Regions from separate parts of the Macaca mulatta genome. Here region 1 is linked to region 2. A link is a contact called in public Hi-C data. All regions are on one chromosome and are shown on one strand. The core of a region is the stretch at or near the end of the contact, and the rest is flanking DNA. Distances in the headings are between cores, read along the strand shown.

Evidence for each region. A called contact is a pair of places that touch in the nucleus more often than the background predicts.
Region 1: a Hi-C map of blood shows a contact between it and region 2, with 5 times the contacts expected there. The contact joins the promoter of TRIB2 here to the enhancer-like site in region 2. A contact is called at or near these places in 7 of 14 Hi-C or Micro-C datasets (CD4 T cells, blood, cortical neurons and 4 more).

What each region holds. Positions count from the first base shown.
Region 1 is chr13:112,130,018-112,134,173 of T2T-MMU8v2.0, reverse strand. TRIB2 (tribbles pseudokinase 2) reads left to right here and starts at 2,416. Exons shown (of 4, transcript XM_015111742.3): 1 at 2,416-3,558; 2 at 3,751-4,006.
Region 2 is chr13:111,920,875-111,925,055 of T2T-MMU8v2.0, reverse strand. No RefSeq gene overlaps it. Among named protein-coding and RNA genes, the nearest start is that of TRIB2, 210 kb to the left of the region's middle. Within about 2 kb of position 2,700, at least 5 of the 40 cell types and tissues checked have an H3K27ac peak or open chromatin away from gene starts, as enhancers often do. A contact at or near this core is called in cortical neurons, where this site is marked.

The DNA of each region.
Region 1 (4,156 bases), core at 1,167-3,666, 210 kb before region 2:
CTAGCTGTGTCTATCAACCCCTTCCTGACCTAATCCCAATCAGTCTACTTTACCAGCCACATGCCTGGCTACTGCTCCCAGCTGCCACTGCTGGAACATGGTGCATTACTAGAAATTTCAGAACATCCCACTCCTTTGCTTTTCCACATTCCTTCCCTCTGCCTGAAATGCCAACAACAATCTCTTATTCATTTTATTTTATGACTCATAGGGCTATTTCAAGGTTCATGAAGACAGGAAATATATTTTTTAAATCACTGTATCTTCATATCCAATGTCTGGCACATAGTAGGTTTCAATAAATATTTGCTCTGGATTAGTTCAAGGTAATAAAAATCACATTTTCTGGGAAAACTCCCTGAGGTTCAGGAAAAGTCATTCCCTCCTCCATACTCCCTTGAGGCCTTGATATTCTAATTGCCACATTGTTACACAATGAAATTATTTGTTTCCCAGTCTTTCTGCGGGGCTAGACCCTGCGCTCTGGGGTGGCAGAGACCAGATCTTACTCATATTGGATCCCTAACACTCAGCACAGAGCCCGGCTTATAGTAAGCCTTCATAGATTTCCTGGAATTGAAAATATAATTCTAAAGCAACCACATGAGGTGAGCAGGGCGGGTACTGTGCTTCTCATCTTACAGATGAAGAAACAGGGACCTAGGGAGAAAAAACAATGTCTTCACCCAATTTCCATTTGAAATCAGAGGCCCAGCCAGGGCTAGCATAAAGGTCTCCCAACCCCTAATTATTACAAAGCTCTCTTGGCCACTGCATAGAGGAGGCTAGGCACCTCTCTTTCTGACTCAACAGCAGAGGTTGCTTCCTAACACAAGCACAGAGTCTGTTCCTAACACAGGCCACATGACTTCCTGGGGTAAGACTGGATTAGGGGACCCTGCTCCGCCAGTGGTCCTGGTGATCGCCTAGGGAAATAAATCTATTCTCCTGGGATCTGGGATTGAATCCTAGGCAGGTTTGTGGAGAGTAGGATAGTGAGATGGGCTGAAAGGCACGGGGGCCACTTCTTAACTTTCCTTTTAACTCTGTGCTGCCGGGTGGCAGCTTGATAGTCAGTGGCCTTTCCATCTCTGGCCACATTCCCAGGACTCCTGATCGTTAGAGTGACTGTTGTCCCAAGTGGACATAATTATAAATAGCTCCCTTCTTTTACTGAAAGTGTCCTACAGTGGGCAATAAATAATGTAGTCCCCTCCTCCAGTGGAAAATATACTACACGCATGCAAAAGCTCAGAGGGCTCTAGGAGTCGTTCCAACTCCCCTTTCTCAGTTCCTTGAGATTTTTTTTTTTTTTTTAAGTTTGTCCTCTACTAGATTGCTTCTCATTCACCAGGATATCTTAGATCAAGGCTGGCGTTTGAAGCCTCTGCCTGAGTTCAAGCCCCTTTCCTCCTGTGTTCCTGTCCAAGCCCGCGGACTGGAATCTCCCAAGGAAGTTAAGAATAATTCGGGGGGTGGCGAAGGGGGGTGGTGGTGGCGAGGTGGGGGAGGAGGAACTGCAGCCTTCACCTGGCTAACACAAGAGGACTCAGGATGCCCAGCACCCTGGATGGGACCCAACAGCGCTCCCTGGAGGTGTGGGTGCAAGGTTTTGTCTAGCTTGGCCTCCAAGGCCCTCCAGGCAATCAATGCCTTGGGAAGGGAAGAATTCGTGATTGGATTTGACCTGAGTCAAAAGATGCCTTCAGTTCCTCTTCTGCTGAAAATATTAGAAATACAAGCCCAAGGTGTGGGGTCGGGGGCAAGCGGTGGCACCAACTAAAAGGAAGCAATGGATTTCCTTTTAAATGGAGAGGAGGATGTCGGAGAGATACCATGAAACGAATTCTCGAAACTCCAGGCAGCAATACCGATGCAAGCACATTCCTCCAAAACAAAGCTCCTCGTTCAGGGCCACATCTTAGCCTGGGGGCCGAATGCTCAGAGCGTGCCTGGCTTTCTGGGGAAAAGCGCCAGGAGTATGAACGAGCTACGGAGTCGGCGCTGCGGGAGCAGATTGTGGGGGGACGGCTTCGGAGCCGCTGCTGTTGCGGGGCGCGCAGCCGAGACCCAGCGTGCTGCGCCCGGGGCCCCGGGCCGCGGAAGGATATTTCACTTTGTTTACCTCCCCGGCCGGGTGAGGGAGCTGCGAGGCCGGTGCTGGCGCCCCCGGCACCGAGCTGCAATGGCAGCGGCGCGGGGAGCCGCCCGAGGACTGGCAGCGGCGGGGCTGATTGATGGGCGCCCGGCGCAATGAGGGGGGCCCGGGCGGGGGCGGGGCGGGGCCGGCTCTGGGCTGAGCCAGTCGCGGGGGCGGCGGGGGGGCGGAGGCTCCGTGGAAATGTGTCGGTGACATTGAATGGGGAGACCGAGCGCGAGCGAGGCGCGCGCGCGCACACGCGCACACACGGCCCCGCTCGCTCCGAGATCCCCGGCCACGTAAGTAACTATTAATACCGCCTCGCCGGGGGATGCGGGCGTGCTGAGCGCGGGGATTGGCCTCGGGCACCGTCGGCCGTCCCCTTTAATTTTTAAATACACGGTCCCCTCTTTTCTCTGGGGGGGGGCAAGCAAGAAATCAAAGAAGGAGGAGACAAGCCGTCAATTTTCTTCAAAACAAACCCCACCGGGCAATTTGGGCTCGGGGTAGTGGGAGACGGAGTGGTTGCAAATTATTCCAAGACGAGATCCAGTTCTCCAGCGGGAGAGGGGCAAAGGAACGCTGCGCGTTGGAAGGGCCGGGGACGCAGCTCCCATTGCAGCGCCCGCAGGACCCCCGCAAGCTCGTGCCGGCGAAATCGGAGACCGCCGATCTGTGCTTATTCTCTCTTGCACGTCTGGCTGCATTCGGAGGAAGACCCAGGGCGCAAGCGAGCGGCGACAGCATGAGCCTGTGCTGACCTCCGCGCGGCGGGCCGAGCCCAGGGCTTTGTCGCGGTACCTGCGCCCAGCCCGCGCCGCAACTCTGTGCCCGGCTTTTGCAATCTTTTGTTGGCAGCGCTGACCGCTCCAAGTTAAATGCTCCCTTGCTATTTTTCTTTTTTTTGTTTGTTTGTTTAATTTTTGGAGAGCTCGCGATCTTGGAAAAGCCTCAGACGCCATCTACAGTTAAAACGTAGGTAACTGCCCTCTCTCGCACCCCCCCCTTCCACGCCCCCCACCCTTTCCACCAAAAAAAGGGGGTGCAGCGCGGATTCTGGCTGCCGTGCGTCGCCAGCCGGTAGACCCGTGCTTGTTTCCTTTCTCTTTTTGTTTGACTTCTAACGCGTTGGGACTGAGCCGCCGCCGTGAGCGCCCCGAAGACTGCACAAACTACCGCGGGCTCCTCCGCCCCGTCTGCGATTCGGAAGCCGGCCTGGGGGTCGCGTCGGGAGCCCTGGCGCTGCAGCTCAGCACCCTAGCAGCCCGGGTACTCATCCAGATCCACGCTGGGGACACACACACAGAGTAACTAAAAGTGCGGCGATTCTGCACATCGCCGACTGCTTTGGGGTAACAAAAGGACCCGAGTTGCCTGCCGACCAAGGACCCCCGGGAGCCGGGCTCGGAGCAGACAAGGTATCCGGCGGCGCCCATTTGGGGGCTTCTAACTCTTTCTCCACGCAGTCCCTCTCCTGTCCCCTCCCCTCTCGCTCCCTTTTAAAATCAGTGGCACCGAGGCGCCTGCAGCCGCACTCGCCAGCGACTCATCTCTCCGGCGGGTTTTTTTTGTTTGTCGTGTGCGATCCTCACACTCATGAACATACACAGGTCTACCCCCATCACAATAGCGAGATATGGGAGATCGCGGAACAAAACCCAGGATTTCGAAGAGTTGTCGTCTATAAGGTCCGCGGAGCCCAGCCAGAGTTTCAGCCCGAACCTCGGCTCCCCGAGCCCGCCCGAGACTCCGAACTTGTCGCATTGCGTTTCTTGCATCGGGAAATACTTATTGTTGGAACCTCTGGAGGGAGACCACGTTTTTCGTGCCGTGCATCTGCACAGCGGAGAGGAGCTGGTGTGCAAGGTAAAGGGCCAGGGGGTTGCTTTTTGTCTTTGGAAGGGGCCCGTGGGAGCGGGAGGGCGCCAGGCCCTCGAGTCTGGGAGAGGCAGATTCGCGGGATAATTACCGTGGCCTTATTAAATGGGTTTATTTATTTATTTGCTCAGGTTCGAT
Region 2 (4,181 bases), core at 1,451-3,950:
ACCAAGTAGGAATATTCACTTTTGGGGATTCTGTAAGTCTTGAAATTGGATCTATCTATGCTTAACAATGAATAATATTTATATAATTTTAAAAATTAAATATAAATAAATCTAGTATAATCATGTAAGTGTCAATGTGTAGAGTAAATCTTTGGACAAAAATCAGAAGTTTTGGTTGTGGTTATATGACTATATATAAAAATCAGCACTAATGGAAAAGCATAGCTGATATAAAGAAGGAATTTACGGTTGGGTGAGAAAATTCAACAATGTAAAGGGACCGGTATACTTAACTCACACTCTGGTAATAATAATTAAAGATTGATCAGAACTTGTGAAATAAACGTTTAAATATAAAATAATATAAACAGAAAAAAATGTATAAATATAAAAATCATACATGTAATCAAAAATAATAATATGCTATTAAATATTTTGAGATTCGATGAGGAAGAAAAGTGTAAATGAGTGAAATCCATCTTCCACATGAAGATATTTGACATAATCTCCTTGTCTTCCTATTTGCCTGCAAATCCCACCTCAGACTGTCACCTGCTCTATGGAACATTTCCAGCCACCTGATATTCTCATTGGGTTACAGTACATAATAACTGCATGCTCCTAAGGACAATTCTTTTTTTTTTTTTTTTTGAGACGAAGTCTCGCTCTGTCGCCCAGGCTGGAGTGCCGTGGGGCGATCTCGGCTCACCGCAAGCTCCGCCTCCCGGGTTCCCGCCATTCTCCTGCCTCAGCCTCCGGAGTAGCTGGGACTACAGGCGCCGCCATCGCGCCCGGCTAATTTTTTGTATTTTTAGTAGAGACGGGGTTTCATCGTGTTAGCCAGGATGGCCTCGATCTCCGGACCTCGCGATCCACCCGCCTCGGCCTCCCAAAGTGCTGGGATTACAGGCGTAATCTATCCAGCCAGCAATACATTTTGGGGGTTGTATTAGGCAGTTCTTACATTGCTCTAAGGAAATACTTGAGACTGGTTAATGTATAAAGAAAATAGATTTGATTGGCTCACGATTTCACGAGTCTTCAGGCTTTACCAGAAGCATGGTGGAGCATCTGCTTGGCTTCGGAGGTGGCCTCAGGAAGCTTTCAATCATGGCGGAAAGTGAAGGGGGCGCTACGCCTTCGCACGGCGAAAACAGAGGCAAGCGAGAGACAGGAAGTGGAGGAGGTGTGTCCTTTTAAAATGAGCAGGTCTCTGGAGAACTCACGCCGGACGACAGCACGAACTCATGAGCGATCCGCCCCCATGATCCAAACACCTCCCACCAGGCCCCACCTCCAGCTTTGAGGATTACAATTCAACATGAGATTTGGGCAGGGACTAATATCCAAACTATATCAAGGGTCTTGATGGTTTATTCTATCCTACGCTCTGTTTTAAATTCTAAATAGAAACTATAAAAAAGCATGCCATACCTGAGTGCTCTTCACATGAATCTGACTCTTTTTTAAGAGAGAGAAAGAATTAAAGATCTGTTTACAAAATTAAGAAAGAAATTACGTCGGTGATAAGTACTATGAAAAGACATATATAGGGGGCTGGAAGGGTATAGATTCACAGAAGTAGACTTGGTTTGGGAATGGTGGGAGTGGGGGTGTATGAGTTGCTGTCTGAAGTATGATAGACAGTACCTTGGCCAAGCAGGGCAGTGTGGAGCGAAGGGCATGGTGTGAGAAGCCTGATGCCAGGCAGGAAGGAGTATGCTGTGCTGAAGAGAAACTCTGCAGGCTCCATGGCGTTGCAATGCGGGCAGTGAGGAGACAAGAAGCTAAAGAGGACCCTGGAGCAGGAAGGAGGGGAAAGGGGACCCTGGTGCAGAGGTAGGAACTGCAGCTTACAGAGCCTTGCAGTCATAGTATGGAGTTTGTCTTCCTTAGAAGAGAACAGAGCAGCCACTCCCAGAGCAAACCTCAATGAGATTTCTTTGTGAATAGATCAGGGGTGAATGAACTGCAGCCTGTGGGCCAAGTCCAGCCTCCTACCTGCTTTTATAAATACCCTTTTACTAGAACACAGCCACACTCCTTTGTTTGCTTATTATCTGTGGCTGCCTTCATACTATCATGGCAGAGTAGTTGCACCAGAGATCGTATGGGCTGCAAAGCCTAAAATATGTATTATTTTGCCATTTACAAAAAAAAATAGTTGTTGGACCCTGGAATAGATCAATCTATAAACGATGCAGAGAACTGTTCCTGCTTTTATGCTTGCACGTTGTGTGCTAAGATCATTCGTATCCTTATTTCTCTCTCCCATTATTAGACTGTGGGCTCCTTTAGGACAGGGACAGAGCGTATTCAGTTCATTTGGGTTTTTCTAACTCCTAATACAGTATTGCTACAATGATCCATGGGTTTATGAAGTCCAGTTTGCTCATTCTGCTTATGAATTATCTAGTCCCGCTGCCAATTTAACTGATTTGGAAATTTAAAGCAAAGAAGGTTGAGTGACCCTCTTTAAAGCCCCAGCAACTGAGTATCGACATTGGGTCTCAAACCTAGGTCTCTTGACTCTTAATCCTGCTGTCTTTGTTCTTACTGTAATTCAGCTGTTCAAATTAGTTTAAAAATAAGCAATAATGTGAACATTAGTAGAACCAAGAGAGTGGAGATATGTAACTACTTATAGAGTCATTCTTTTATAGGCATGATGACTCATTTATGTGGAAAATGTGCCCAGGAGCTCTGTCTAAATCTGTGTTCTAGTCATCTCTATCGAACAGAAGTTTGTGCATTATCTTAGGAAGCCAGCCTCAATGAATCTCCCTAGAAAGCTTTGGAGATTCTGCGAGGAGTCCTCCATGGAGGTCAGAGATACAGAAAGCTTCATATTGCTATTCCATACGCCTGTTCACCCTTCCTATTAAGAGGCTGGAAATATAATTAGAAGACAAGCACCACAGATGCTGCAGTTTACAATATCCAGAAGAAACTGCCGAAATGGGTAAGACATGAAAGGATAATTTTGCTTATACAAAATAGCAGACTGCAAACTAAAACCAAGAAAAACAAACAGGCAGATGGGAAGAGTGGAGAAGGCACTGGCACAGCTGTGAGCAGGATTTAGACACCCAGATGCAACATAATTTGGGGGGAGGGGTGGGAGAGGAAGAGCATCTGAAAGAAAATTAGAATCACAAAAGATGCTGAAGAATAATGAGTTTCTCATCTCTCCAACTGCAGGTTAAACTTTTTCACCACCTCCTAATACCGTGGTTGCTGAAAGTTGTTTCCTGGGGGATGGAAGAAGAGGACTCTAGGACAGAAAAGATAAATAGACGTCATGCCTAGCAAAGAAGGCAGCAGCAGTAAAATCAACAGCTATGATTGCGATGGAAGAAGAAAGACATAACCGTTACCCAGAAGAGGGTGGATAGTAGTGTTTAGTTTTATTATTAGCAGCACCATTTACATAGCAGCACATGTGCATGCCTGCCTGTCCAGATAGGCTATGGACTTGGGATGGGACAAGAGAGGGTCATTGCTTACGGAGCTTCTACTAGGCGGTAGCCACTATGATGGAAACTACACATATCATCTTCATTAATATCCCCTTTCCCACAACAGCAACAAATTTAAAAAAAATCAATGATGTATTTGTTTTTCCTGTTTTGAGAGGATTAAGAAACTAAAGAACCAAGGGGTAGGAGCCAGAATTTAAATTTAGATCTTTATGATGCCCTAGAGGGTATTCCTCAACCACTTAAGTACAAACACAAAGCAAAGTCATCAGAAAAAAAACATTTCTGTTATGTAAAATCAAACGTAACACCAAAAGGGAGCAGCAATATGTTCTTTAGCAAATTGTGACTCAGAAAAGAAGAAGCTTCTGTCGGCCAAGGGAGATTCAGCAACTGGGTGCTTAGCTCTGCCATGCCACAAAAGCACCTCTTCGTTTCTCTAAAAGTACTTAAAAAAAAAAAAAACCTGACCGTTTATGCATTTTTACTCTCACTATGTTGTGAGCCCCTGCAGGACAGAAATTGGACATTACTCATCCATTTATGCCCAGAACCCGGTAAAAAGCCTAGCCCTGCATAGGGTTACTATGGTTGGACTCTAGGAGTCCCCACTTACACTGGTGTTAATGTGAGTGATGGAGGCAGTGCTGTACTCCATAGAAGGCCCACAGAGAGCAGGTGTTCCCTAAATGATGACAGAGG